Linked DNA regions of Cricetulus griseus: region 2 is linked to region 1. The links are chromatin contacts, called in public Micro-C maps. All regions are on one chromosome and are shown on one strand. The core of a region is the stretch at or near the end of the contact, and the rest is flanking DNA. Distances in the headings are between cores, read along the strand shown. Region 1 holds the start of Pigh (phosphatidylinositol N-acetylglucosaminyltransferase subunit H). Region 2 has its middle 16 kb from the start of Plek2.

Region 1 (7,407 bases), core at 2,421-4,920:
TAGAATGAGTTCCAGGCCAGCAAAGACTACACAGTGAGACACTGTCTCTAAAAAAACAACAACAAAGAACTAAAAACAAGCTGGAGAGACAGCTCATTGGTTAAAAGCACTGGCTGTTCTTCCAGAGGACCTGGGTTCAATTTCTAGCACCCACATGGTGGCTCACAACTGTCTATAATTCCAGTTCCAGGGGATCTGACAACCTCTTTGGACTTCCTCAGGCAGCAGGCAAGTATGTGGTACACACATACAGGAAAAACACCCATACACATAATAATAGAAAGGACAAAAAGAATATGGGACAGAGGCTACAAAGCCTAAAATATTAAACTGGGTCTTTTAAAGAAAAGGCTTGACTTCTGTTCAGATAATTATTTTTGGTCGAGAAACAGGAGTAAGTACTGGGCCCCTGGTAACCCAGAAACATCAAATTTCAGGTAATTATCTTCCAGGTGTAGGGCAGTGTCTTGTAAACAGCCCAATTTGAATAAGCATTATGGAAGAAAGGCAAGATAAAACTCAGATGCAAGGCTGATACATAAAAGAGTCTAGAATACTGACTTACTGACTGTAAGTGTCAAAGGAAGGGAGTAGAAAGGAAGAAGGGGAGGGAGGGAGGGAGAAAGCATGAGGGGCATAAAAGGATGAAGAGGGAAAAAGAGAGAGGGACCCAGAGAGGTCGAAGCACACAGGACTGTTGCATGAAGACTTGCAAGGCAGCATGACCTCATTGGTGCAGAGAAGGTAGTACACGCTGACGGTTGTAATAACGTTAACAGAAAGGTGAATTTAAAAGCAAGGAGAATGACAGGATGAAGAACAGTAAATGCTTAGCGAATGTCACCCACTTGGCTTTCTGTTAAGATAATCTGCCTCAAAGTCCATTTTCTGGCTAAAATTCTAACAATGCTCTATTCATTTGAGTCAGAGTTTTAAGGCACATATTTGAATGTCTCCTTTCAGGGTTCTTTTCACTGCAGATATTCACTACCTTCGTGAATAATTATGAATAGGAGCAAAGATCTAAATTTTGGCACACAGAGCCCCCTGGGAAGTGTTGGAGTATAAGGAGGCATGCATTGCTTCTGCACTTAGAGGACATTAGGGTTAATGTGCACGAGAGATATGAGTACAGTGGTATAATTGGCATAACCAATTTTGAGCTGGGCATAGTTTATACACACCTGTAATTCCAGCACTTGACGGGAGCCGACACTGGATGGTGGAGAGTCTGAGAACAGCCTAGGCTACATAACAAGTCCCTGTATCTCAAAACAAACCAACATGACTGACTGAGATCTGTTAGATTAAAGCACAATGGAAAGGGATTTCAATGTCAAGCTGCTCTGGTTTCGAAGCCCAGACCTGTCACTTTGCCAGCATCAAGACTATTACATTATTACTCTTCTGAACCTTTGCTTTCTTCTAAGTCTGAAGTTAGAAATTCAGCAAAACAGCTAGCACTCTGGGCATTTAATTTGGTCCTCCTCTGAGATAATTGCACAGGTATCTAGAACATAGGCTAGCATTAAAGTTCAATTGGGCACAGTGATGTATCCCTTTAATACCAGCACTTGGGAGGCAGAGGCAGAGGCAGGTGAATGTCTTTGCATTTGAGGCCAGTCTGGTCTACATAATGAGTTCAAACAAGCCAGGTCTACATTGTGAGACACTAATGCCCCTCTGCTGTGAAATAATCCTTCTGTATACTGTGAAAATGTGTTGCTCTCATTGTTAATAAAAAGCTGATAGGCAGATAGCTAGGCAGGATTTTCGGGGAAAGAGAGAATGCTGGGAAGAAGGGCAGAGTCTGGGGACTTGAAGGCCAGACTCGGAAGAAGCAACATGGGAAGTTCACAGATGAGGTAAATGAGCTCGGGGCAGCACACAGATGAACAAAGATGGGTTCATTTAAATTGTTAAGAGCTGGCTGGAGACAAGCCTAAGCTATGGCTGAGCATGTATAATCAAGTCCCCATGTGGTTATTTGGGAGCAACTGCCAGGACACAGAGAAACTCCACCAACACCCGTCCAAAAAAAAGAATAAAAATTCAACTATACTGTAAATTTGGGGGTAGGGTTAGGTCAACTTAATAACTTCAACTGACCTGTGAAGAAACTTTTAGATGAAAATTGGTAAAAATTAGGGTCTTTAAAATATTTTTTTGTTGTTTTGTTTGAGACAGGATCTCACTGTGTAGCTCTGGTAGTTCTGGAGCTGGGGATGTGCACTGATGTAGACCAGGCTGGCCTTGAACTTAGAGATGTTCCTGCCTCTGCTTATCTAGTGTTGGGATTAAAGGTGTGCAGCATAGTATTTATTGTGTGGAGGTCAGAGGACAACTTTTGGGAATCATTCTTTCCTTCATGTGGGTTTGGAGGATTCAACTAAGGTCATCAGGTAGGCAGCTGCAGCCCTTACCTACTGAGCTATCCCCCAAGCCCTAAATTAGTGGTCTTAATTTCATCTAGTTCTATGTAAATTACTTCACTCTGCCATATGATTTGATGTCACAAAAGCTAATGGGCCAGGTGTGATGAAGCAAACCCTTGCTCCCAACACAGGAAGGTAGAGGGGCAGATTCTACATAACTTGGCCTATAATCCAGTTCCAGGCCAGCCAGTACTAATATCTACTGAGACAGCCAGCCAGACACAGACACAGACACAGACACAGACACAGACACAGACACAGACACAGACACAGACACAGAGGGGGGAGGGTAAGCAAATGGATGTTCTAATATAAGCAATATGAAAATTACAGAAGTAAACAGTTCTGGTGTTCTTAGCTCTGGCAAGACCACTCCTGGAATAATATATTCATTTCAGGGCACTATACGGGAAACTTGAATTCATCCCGGCCAAGGACCAAGGATGACTGTTTTTACTTGAGAACTGTCACAAACTCACAGCATTTGAATCTTCACAATCTTATGAACCATTAATTCCATCTTAATCTGTGAAAAAGGAGGCTCAGAAAGAAAAGAAAAGAAAACAAAACAAAAAAACACTATAAAGTCTGGAAACAGCATAAAAAACATGCTCTAAATCTGGTAATTCTTTAGAAAGTGAACTTAAGTTGGGAAGGGTTGGGAGAAGGGAGGTAGTTCACATGAAACGCAGAGATAAGGAAGCAATAGAGCACTCCTTCTGTATGCACAGCTGTGTGGTGGGGCAGAAGCACTTTTCTGGAATTCTGTGGCAGGCTGGCTATTAGACAGTGAGGGCTGATGCCCCGGGGAGGAGCAGGCACTGACAGTTCTCTGAGGAGGTGTGCTCCGCGGGTGAGCAGGGCAGCCACCCACTGAGGGAAAACGGCCAGGAGCACAGACTTTTTGGGTTGAACAGTCCAACCACGGGGACCCAGACCGTCCCCGCCCTGCAGCCCCGAGCCCTTTAAAAGCCGGCCGCCTGCGAGGGTCGTGCGCCGGCCTTTACCTCGCACAGGGTGAAGAGTCCGTAAGCCACCAGCCACACGGCGCAGGTGACAGCGGTGAGCGAGCGCAGCGACAGCCGAGGCGAGCTGAGGCCGAACTCGCGGCAGTACGGCGAGTAGTAGCGGCGCCGCAGGGCCAGGCGGCCGCCGCAGATATCCGAGAAGCTCTTCTCTTCCTCCATGGCCCCGTGCGCCAGGCGCTCGCGCCGCTCTAGCCCACCAGGAGGACCGAAGTCTCGCTGGCTCCGGACAGTTCCAGAAGAGGCTCAGCCCCGCCCACCACACGCTCCGCGCAGCCGTAGTTGCGCACAGAGAGTAGGGCTGGGGATTGAAGCTGGTTCTTCCAGTTTGTCCCTAGCCCAGACTGTCCCTATTCGTGGCACCAGTTTTGTGCAGATTAAAATCTCTGTTCACTCGACTGACTCATTTATATAGCCACGCCAGAGTGAGCCCCAAGAAGTGGTCCACGGGTGTAGTCATTCATTCACGAATTCATTTCCTTGCGAAGGAATTTTAGGTAATGAAGAGCCCCTTCCCCATGAGCTTCTTTCCTAGTAGGAAAAAGCAATATGGACGTAGCTTAAAATAGTATTATTGGGGGGAGGGGATGTTCAGACCAGTAGAGAAGGACTGGGAAGTTTTAAGTAAAGCTCTCAGTAGAGAAGGACTGGGAAGCTCTCATCCTACAAGGATGAGGACTACACTGATCTGGGGGATGTTTGGGGGAGAAAATCTCCAGGAAAAAAACAAAAAACAAAAAAACAAAACAAAACAAAAAACCCCAAAGGTCCAGAAAAAAGCAAAGCTCTCAGGCTGGAACAGGGTTAAGTCACAGGAATGAAAAAAACTACAGAGGCTAGTATGCACGGAAAAACAAAGTTAGGAACGTAGGTAGGCCTAAGACTCAGCTGTTAAAAGAGTATGTTAACCACAAAGATGGGAAGAGGAAGATCACAGACACAAACCATCATGACCACATTAACTAAAGCAGGCGATTAATTAAAGCAAGCTTTTTTATTCACATACACCAGCTGCCTCCCACTAAGGCAGGGTACAAGGGTCAGAATTGGATGTGAGGAAGACAAAGCTTTTATAGCTCAGGTTTCCAAATGGGGGATTTGGCAGACCAAATAGACAGAATTACAGGAGCAGAACATAAGCATAATAAGTTAGTCCCTCCTAAAACAAAGACAAGGTTGCAAGGTGGGCATAACAAGGCAGTCATAACAGGTGGTCATAGGTGGTCATGTGACCTTTTGAAACAAAGGTTGGGTTGTAAGACGGTTATAAACAACTTTTTCAAACAAAGACATGATTGCTATTCCTGGAACAGGTAATACAGAACCATTTGTAGTTAAGGTTACATGTGAGGCATGGCCCAATATTTGAAAAACAGGTTTAATCATGAACGGGAACGAACCTAGTTTGTCTTTATTGTAAGATGACTTTTAAGCCTAAGATGGAGGCAGGCTGGGGAAAAATAACTGGGGGAACCACTACTAGACAGTCTTTGCCACACTTTCTAGAGTCTTGGTTTTTAGAACCAGGCAATATATTTGCATGGATAGACTGTGGCAGTACATGATAGTAATCTTACTTCTGATGATGGGTGATTATTTATACTGATGAATTTTTTTCTGAATACTTGAGTCACTATAAATATGAATAATCAAGAAACAAATGTAATCAAATAATTCAACTGACTTTTCATTCTGAGGCTCAGATGTTTAAAATCTTTTTCTGGAGCTCTTGTTTTAGTATTTGCTAAATGTAGATTTAGTAGTTCTAAGAATACTGTGTTATGAGCCATCCAGATGGCTCTGTATGTAAAGGCACCTGCCTCCAAGGCTTGACTCCCCTTCTTGAATCCACAAGGTGGAAGGAGAAAGCCATCTCTCACAAGTTGTCCTCTGATTGCCACATGCTCACTAGCTATGGCATGCGTGCACACACACACACACACACACACACACACACACACACACACACACACACGATAAATAAATGTTCTGTTTAAGAATGCTGTCTTATCACCCTATGGAAGGCCTTACCATCCAGGGGGAGCAGAAAGGGTATGTGTTAGGTAGGGTTTTAGTTAGGGAAGGGGTGGTAGGGGAGGACAGGAGGGAGAAGGGAACTGGGATTGTCATGTAAAACAATCTTGTTTCTAATTCAAATAAAAAATGCAAAAAAAGAGAATGCTGTCTTACTGTATAGCTTTTATTCTGTTTGATTTTGGTGGGAGATATTTCAAAACAAGTTTCACGCTATAGCCCCAGCTGGTCTCCAACTTGTGATCCTTCAGCCTCAGTCTTCTCTGAAGTGCTGGGTTACGTTGGCGTTCATGTGAGAAAGTTACAGGCTACCGTGCATATAAGGTCAAATTGGAGTCCTAATTGGCCAGTGACCATGAACAGCCCAGAGCCTCAGAAACACTCTCGGCCCCAAGCTTAGGGGTATAGCATTTTTTAAAGGCAAAACCCACAGTGACATCATTGTCAGACGTCAGAGAACCTGGTGACAATTGTTTGGGCTGTACAATCAGCAGATACTTTGGTTATGCACTTGAACCATGGCCAGGGTCATGGAAGGTCCTGAATGTGTCGCCAAGGCAGACATGACTATCCTTGGGTTTAAGGGCCAAAGAGCACCTGAGCAGATATAAAATGGAGTCAGAGTAAGGTCAGGACAAGTGGCATTTCCTTAGCCACTTCAATTAAAGGCATACACTACAATGCCTGGTTTCTGTTTAACTGTTTTGTGTATTTTAAGACATATGCAAATGTCTTAGTTACTTCTCTATTGCAGTGACAGAAATACCATGACCAAGGCAACTTATACAAGGAAGCATTTAATTGGATCTCACCATTCCAGAGGGTTGAGTCCATGACCATCATGGCAGGGAGCATGGTGGCAGTCAGACAGTCATGGCACTGGAGCAGTAGCTGAGTGCTCACATCTGATCCAAAGCACAAAGTGTGAGCGCCAACTGGAGTAGTGTGGGCATCTGAAGCTTCAAAGCCAGCCCACAGTGGCACACCTCCTTCAACAAAGCCACACCTCCTCATCCTTCCGAAATAGTCCCACCTACTAGACACCACTATAAGGGTCCATGGGGGCCATTGTCATTCAAACCATCACAGGAAAAAAAAAAGCAATCTAACATCTATTTCCTCTTTTCTGATTCTCAGAGGTGTGTGTGTGTGTGTGTGTGTGTGTGTGTGTGTGTGTGTGTGTGTGTTGAAGACCCACAAGCATGCTGGTAGTTTTGTTGTTGTTTGTTTTGTTTTGTTTTATATACTGTCTCTTAGTATAATGAGTGACTTCCAGTTGAAACCTGGGAATATGGGATATTATGAAATCTGTGGCCTCATTTAAATCTGTTATGTCAAGACTCTTCTACCACTACTGTGTCAGGGAAAGAGGTCCCTCCAACATTATCACCAAGCAGAGGTAGAAACAAGTCCAGGCTCCTCACTTAGCCTCCACTTAGCCTGGCTGGGGCGGTGTTGTTTGGACCCAATGGCTGGGGTGGAAGTCCAGTCTCTCTACATGTTCTCTGAGGTAGGATTAGGAGAGGTTCCCACTGCTCCACGGGGATGAAAGTTGTTGCAGCCCCCTAGTGGCAGGTTGTGACAAGTCCTTAGACCTGGTGAAGATAAAAAGTTTGGGTCTCTCACTCAACCTTAGCAGACAGAGCTAGCAGAGAGAGCCACACTTTCCTTGTGGTGTTTTGCAATAGTTATAGGGTGAAGTTTTCCTGTCTTCCTCCTTTGGCAGGAGGAAGCAGGTTTTCCTCCATGCATTTTGTGTGTGTGTGTGTGTGTGTGTGTGTGCCTAATGGCATCGACACATTGCTCACGTCTTTTGCATTTGGGCTGAGGTACACAAGGAAAAAGCAAATCAAGGAGTGAGGCACTCTGTTACTCCTCAGGTCCAGGATCCCTAGCCAGTCTTCTGGAATGAA
Region 2 (7,407 bases), core at 1,871-4,370, 170 kb before region 1:
AAGTCCAAAGCTGCATCTTGCTCCTTAAGATCATAGTAGAATATACAGGGGTGGCTTGGGAGATAATTCAGTGATTAAATTCTGGTCATTCAAGGGTGAAGACCAGAATTTGGGTCCTTATAACTAATTCTGGTTGAGCAAGGTGGCCCATCTATAATTCAGTCTCAAACACAAGGGGTCCCCAGAGCAGCATGGCAAGAGAGACTATATCAGCTCGCCCTGGGTTTGGCTGAGAGACGCTGCCTCATTGAAGAAGGTAGGAGAGAAATCGAGAATGATTTCTGAAATCCACTTTGGACCTTCAAATGCATACCATACACATTTGCCCACGCACATGCAAACACACACACACACAAACACATACAAACACGTGCATGTGTGCAAGGATGCAAATGAAGAGAGAAAAATACATAACCTAAAATTTATAGTCTGTTATGGGATTTTCAAACAGAGAAATGGGATAAAAAGCTTTCTGCCAGGAAGCAGCATTTATCTGTGCTGGCATTGGCTCAGCAGATTTACACCCAAAGGCTGAGCCCAAGTGCAGTGGGCTGTAGTTTTCTATACCTTTCGTTAGTTAGTTCCCGTATGTATACATTTTAGCACCTCTATTTCCCTTATATGGTAACATACATTCTAATCAGTGGTCTGTTATAGGGTCAAGACAGAGTCATGCATGCACACACAGACTCTAGTTATGCCATGTTCCCTTTCCTCTGTTTTGGGAGGACCCTTTACCACAAACCAAACCATGCTGCTTCTCATGTGCCTGGTTCTAAGGACTTATATGCATTTAATATTCGAACAATCCTCTAGGAGGTGCTATTGCTGTGCCTGTTGCATAGATGAGGATGAAGCACTTTGACTACAGTTACATGGGTGCTAAATGGAAGGGGCAAGCTTCGAACTCCCGCAGCCTTCTTCCTTCCTTAAATGTTGGGCATCTGTCATTTGGCCACATCCCCTCCTACTGCTCCATAAACGTGGATGGGCAATCTTACGTCCTTTGGGCAGCCAGCTGTAGTGGCACCTTGTTTTGGGGAAGCACACATGTAATGTCGGTAAATAATCCCTGCAGTCTTCTGCCCCTGGAGGTGCAGGGTCTGCAATCCAGGATGCTGAGACCACAACCCCAGCAAGCGCCTGAGCGAGCCCGTCTTCCTTACAAGGGCTCACGTCTGTCAGCACACCGAAACCACACCCTAAGGCCATTACCTCAAGCCTATTGGCAGAACAAGATGCCACTACAGCCAGCCTCCTCATAAGACAAAATAACACTTTTTAAAATATACGTTTCTCCTATTATTTTGTGTGTAAGCGTTTTGCCTACATTTATTTATATATATGTATATGTGCACCACATGTGCCTAGTGCCTACAGTTACAGAGGGTTGTAAGAGCTGCAATGTGGGTGCTGGAAATCGAACCCCTGTTCTCAGCAAAAGCAATAATTGCTTTTAGCCAGTGAGCCAACTCCAGTCCTCATCAAAAGGCTTTTTTTTTTTTTTTTTTTTTTTTTTTTTTTTTTTTTTTTTGACTGTGTTTCTCTGTGTAGCTCTGGCTGCCCTGGAACTCACAGAGATCTTCGTGCCTCTGCCTCCCAAATGCTGGAATTAAAGGAGTGCATCATCATTGCCCAGCATCATCTAAAGTCCTTAATGTTGGTATCCATGGCAAGTGGAATTACCTCATAGGAGTCAGAGATGATGCAGTAACAACATTGGAAGAAGTGTTAAGGTTCAAGACCCATCATGTCATTTTTCATAAATTAGAGCCCACAGAGATGAAATAACTTGTTCAAATCCACAGAACTCCATCAGGCTGAAGCTAAACTAAAAGAGAACATTCTACTAACAATGGTATCTTCGATGATTATATCTAGCATCTATGTGAGTGTTGCTACACGCCAGCAGCCAACAGCGAGCCCTTTGTATTGCCTTTCAATAGACCTGTAACTTGGAACGAGGGCAGAGAGTTTTATTTACTTTTGGTTCTTCATTGAATGTTTTTAAAAACCATTTTTTTTTAAAGACAGGGTTTCATGTATTCCAAACACTTGAGATGCCCTCTGAACCCCCTGCCTTTACCCCCTCAGTGCTAGCTAGGATTACAGGCGTGTGCCACCATGCCCGGTGTATACTGTGCAGGGGAAACCTTTGTGCATTCCAGGCAAGCACTGGAACAACTGAATTAAATCCCTAGCCCTGAACTATTTCCAGGGGCTGGAGAGATGACTCAGTGTTTAAGAGCGCTTGCTCTTCCTCCAGAGGATACACAGCAGGCAGCTCACAACCACCTGGAACTCTAGTTCTAGGGTATCTGACCACCTCTCTTGGTTTTGGCTGGTCATACACACACACACACACACACACACACACACACACACACTGAAAAAAAAAACTTTAAAATGAATTATTGACATTTTATTTCAATAAAGACATAGAGCTAGACTGGGGACATGATTCAGCAACCAGGTATGTGCCTATCACAAATGAAGCCCTGAATTTGATCCCCAGCACTCAAAAAATAAAAATAAGAAACTAGGGACTGGAGAAGCGGCTCATGAGTTTACACTGGTACTGCTCTTTCAAAGGACCTAAATTTGAGCCTGGCGGTGGTGGGGCCCGCCTTTAATCCCAGCACTCAAGAGGCAGAGGCAGGCGGATCTCTGTGAGTTTGAGGCCAGCCTGGTCTATAAAGTGAGCTCCAGGACAGCCTCCAAAGATACACAGAGAAACTCCGTCTCCAAAAAAACAAAAACAAAAACAAAAACAAACAAACAACAACAAAAAAATGTTTGAGTCAACGGTTCCCAGCACCTGAGTTGGGTAGTTTAGTGACTTGTCCAGAACTAGGTCTCTAAAAAGTGGTGGAGCCAAGATTGAAAGCCTGGTGGTCTGAAACTTTTGAATTATGTCCCACAATATCCGTTGATGACGGAGCCCTGGGTGCTTAAAACCAGAATGTGCTGTAAATAGTCCTGCTGCAGACAGATTTGCAGTTGGTCAGGAAACAGGAGAAATTTCATCCTTCTTTCATGTTTGCATTCCAGAGGGGACTACTCATGCTCTGCTGCGGGCAGGCTAGCAGTGCGGGTAGGCTAGAAGTGACACTCCTCCTCTGTCCCAGCTGGCCAGGCTAGCAGTGACACCCCTCTTCTGTCCCAGATGGCCAGGCTAGCAATGACACTCCTCCTCTGTCCCAGCTGATCCAAGGATGAAAGGCCAGCAATGAAGAGGCTCTGGAAGACAGGCGTTGTGGGAGGGGGGTGGGGATGACTAGAGCCCTACAGCTGCCCCTCCAAGGGAGAGAGAAATGTGCATTCTCAGGGTGTCCCCAGGGCTGGGTCCTGTGGAGGGTGGAAGCGAGAACCTGTCCTGTCTCTCTCCTAGGTCTTGGAGGATGTTGGCAATGCCCAAATGTCTTGGTTTGCAGACACAACCCTTCCCCTCTCTGTCTCATTCACCACATGGCTTCTCCGTGTGTTTTCTCTTTTATAAAGACACCAGTCATTAGCTGTAGGGGTCGTTCTAATCCAAGTATGACCTCATTTTAATTGATTCTGCTCGCAAAGGCTCCATTTTGAAATCAGTCACATTCGGATATTTTGGTGGGCATGAATGTTGAGGAGACACCATTCAACTAAGTACACTCTATCTTCTTGTTTCATACGTTAATAGAGACTGCTCTTCTGGAATATTTTGAGTCTTTTTTTTTTTTTTTTTTTTGAATGAGTAATGTCCAAGACCAGGAAGGCAGTGCAAAGATAATCTGCCCATTTACAGGGAAGGAAAAGAAAAGCGAGAAAGGGAGTCTCAAGTGTCCTCAGAACAGTTCAAAGACGTCTACGGGCCGGTGCCAAGAGATGACATCTGCTGGGTCAGGAGGGCAAAAGTGTACCATTTTAGCCACATGGCTTTTGGGTCAAAATGATTTTATTCTGGTAAGCATGAGGATGAGAGTGGCATAGGGGAAAGAACCGGTTTACTCAAACCAGCAACTCAGAAACCAAAGTATGTAGCTGGGAATGAATTTAGAGTAAAATATGTCATTCAAAAAAAAAGTTAAATGGGAGGAGTAAACAAAAACCCGATTGATCAAGGGCTACATCTTGATTCTGATTTAAAAAAAAAAAAGACGTTTTTAATTATGTGTATGTGTGTATGTCTGTGTGAACATTTGCACACAAATACAAGTGCCCTTGAAAGCCATAACCATGGGACACCTTCCCCCCATATTTAAAAGTTACAGGCAGTTGTGAGCTTCCTGGCATGGATACCAAGAACCAAACTCTACTCCTCTGTAGGAGTGGGACCTGCTTCTAACCACGGAGTCATCTCTCCAACCCCCTTGATTCTAATTGCAAAGTCAAAATAATAAGACTAAAATGGGTAGGGGCAACAGAAATGAGATGCATTCTGTAAGTTATATAAATGTTCAAATTCATTTGGAGTTTGAATGGGAAAAGGTTTTTAAGTTTGGTTGTTTGAGACAGGGCCTCACAATGTAGGCCATCCTGACAGGAACTTTGTAATCCCCCTGCATCAGCCACTTCAGTGCTGGATCACAAGTGTGTGCTACCATGTCCAGCTCAAAAAATACCTTTCAAGGAAAAAGAAATGTGCAGATGAACTTAAAATAATCAATCACTATATTTTACCAGGACAAAAATAAGAAAAGATAGTCGAGTGTAGTGGCGCACACACCTTTAATCCCAGCTCTTTGGAGGCAGTCAGATTGATCTTGGTGGGTTCGAGACCAGCCATTGATATACAGTGAGCCTTGTCTCAAAAACAAAGAAAGAGGAGTTAGGGGACTAGCACAGACGTTGTTAAAACAGATTTGTTATTGAAAGACTTAGCTTAAAGTGAACTAGCATGGACACAACTGTGCAAGAAAAAGTCGCTACCCAGCAAACAGTGGGACATCAGCACAGCTCAGAGTCAGCTTTGATCCACATTTTTCATATCATATATCGCAGTGTGCTCCAAATGAGCCACAAGAAGCCAGAGGAAGAAATGGCCATGCAGATGACTTTCAGCTGTGACGGGAGAGCATTTTAACTAACCCTGCACCAGACATTGGAGACAGGAGGGATGGATCTAAATCTGTTCTTAAAAGCCTTTTGTGCCACCCAATGCAACAAAGCAAACAGGAAAATGAAAGCCGCAGATGGGGGAGAAACACATGCAGCAAATAAAGCACTCTGCCCAAAATAACTGAAGAAGTGCCCCAAGTTAAAAAAAAAAAAAGCCAGAATCATGATTCATCTTGATAAGAATCAAAGGAACAGTTCACACACAAATAAATAGGACAATGAGCAACCAAACTGCAAATCTTGAACTAGCAGTCTAGGTAGCTTTTCTGTGATTTGTTTTCTCTTCTTCTTCTTCTTCTTCTTCTTCTTCTTCTTCTTCTTCTTCTTCTTCTTCTTCTTCTTCTTCTTCTTCTTCTTCTTCCTCTTCTTCCTCTTCCTCTTCTTCTTCTCTTCTTCTCCTCCTCCTCCCCCTCCTCCTCCTCCTGCCTATCCTGCTCTCTCTCTCTCCTTCCCCCCCCTCTCTCTCTCTCTGTGTGTGTGTGTGTGTGTGTGTGTGTGTGTGTGTGTGTGTACTGCACATGTGTGGATGGGTTGCTGCATGTGGAGGCCTGATGTTAATAAGTGAAATCATCTTCAATTACCTCTCCATTTTATTCTCTGCCAGTATGACAAATCTTGCTATCTAGTGTGTTCTGGGGGAACCTGCCTCTTAATTCTGAGACGAGAATTACAGGTGGGCCACTAGGATTTCTGAACCATCTTCCCAGTTCCATTTCCCCACTCTTTATTTTTATTTTATTTTTTTTAAATATTAATTTATGCCGGGCGTTGGTGGCACACGTCTTTAGTCCCAGCACTCAGGAGGTAGAGGCAGGTGGATCTCTGTGAGTTTGAGAGTAGCCTGGTTTACAAGAGCTAGTTCCAGGACAGCCTCCAAAGCCACAGAGAAACCCTGTCTTGAAAAAACAAAAGTATTATTTATTAAGTATACAATGTTCTGTCTGCATATATGCCTGCAGATCTCATTACAGATGGCTGTGAGCCACCATGTGGTTGCTGGGAAACTGAACTCAGGACCTCTGGAAGAGCAGTTAGTGCTCTTAACCTCTGAGCTATCTCTCCAGCACACCGGCCCCCTTTATTTTTGAGGCAGTTTCACTATGTGTCCCAGGCTAGCCTACCACTCTTCAGTCTCCTGCTTCAACTAACACTTATATTGTTATAAAAACCAATTTAAGGCCAGTCTAGCATAGAACATCTTTAATCCCAGCACTTGGGAAGCAGGGCTCTGTATATTTGACTTTTTTTTTTTTTTTTTTTTTTTTGAGACAGGGTTTCTCTGTGTAGCTTTGTAGACTAGACTGGCCTCAAACTCACAGAGATCCACCTGCCTCTGCCTCCCCAATGCTGGGATTAAAGGCATGCGCCACCACCACCAGCTCTCTGTGTATTTGAAACCAGATTGGTCTACATAGTAAGAAGTTGTCTCAACACCCCTTCCCTCTCAACCAGGATGTTCAGGAGTTAAAGGCCAGCCGTGGCTACATAGTGAGTTCAAAGACAGGCTGCAATGCATGAAACACTATCTCAAACAAAACAGAAATCAAATTTAGCCAAGCATAGTGGCATATGGCTATAGCCCCAACATTCTAGAGGTAGAGGCAGGAGAATCAGAAGTTCAATGCCAGCCTGTGCTATGCAAGATCCTGGCTCAAAAGGAAGTAAAATCTATTTAAGTGATGCAATTTTATGTTTGGTTGTGCAGTTTTCCCAGATGCTAATGTGACAACACCTAAAACATTGTATCCTTTGATTCCAGTCGTATTTCCACAGATACGACTAAAGAAAGTAACTCAAGAGGTGGGGTGTGGAGTCACTGCTGCAAAGTGCTCATTATAGTATTATTTAAGTTAAGAAACAATTCAGCAGTTAGCTGTTTTACGATGATTCTCATGGCAGAGTCTAAGGAGTTGAGGCAGGAGGATGGATAGTTGTAGGCCAGTCTTGGAACTTTGTCTTAAAAATAAAGGCGGCAGGACTGGGTAGACAACCCAGAAACACTGGGATGTTCTTGGAATAAAGACTGGAGCCTCCAAGACTCATCAATCAGAATCTTTAAAGAGAGCCCAAGAGCAAGCATTTTTAGCATCGAACCAGATGGTCCATTACTGCCCTCAAGCTACACTCAACGAGACTCTAAGCAAACCACAGACATGAAAGCCCTTGGAGGACTGAAGAGGGATTCAAACAACAGACCATGGATACCCACAGAAATAAAAAGGTGGATAGTGAGGATGCAGAGAACATTCCAGACCCAGGGGCATCAGCACCCCACCCTAACAGGACCCAGTGGCCATGGTCATTGCATAG

The links. A called contact is a pair of places that touch in the nucleus more often than the background predicts.
Region 2: a contact with region 1 is called in a Micro-C map of the CHO-K1 cell line, with 9 times the contacts expected there. The contact joins the enhancer-like site here to the promoter of Pigh in region 1. A contact is called at or near these places in 6 of 8 Hi-C or Micro-C datasets (the CHK-Q cell line, the CHL-YN cell line, the CHO-K1 cell line and 2 more).

Annotation. Positions count from the first base shown.
Region 1 is chr5:124,545,200-124,552,606 of CriGri-PICRH-1.0, reverse strand. Pigh (phosphatidylinositol N-acetylglucosaminyltransferase subunit H) reads right to left here and starts at 3,670. Exons shown (of 3, transcript XM_027418371.2): 1 at 3,443-3,670. The coding sequence starts at 3,622.
Region 2 is chr5:124,718,529-124,725,935 of CriGri-PICRH-1.0, reverse strand. No RefSeq gene overlaps it. Among named protein-coding and RNA genes, the nearest start is that of Plek2, 16 kb to the left of the region's middle. Within about 2 kb of position 3,120, at least 2 of the 6 cell types and tissues checked have open chromatin away from gene starts, as enhancers often do. A contact at or near this core is called in the CHO-K1 cell line and fibroblasts, where this site is marked.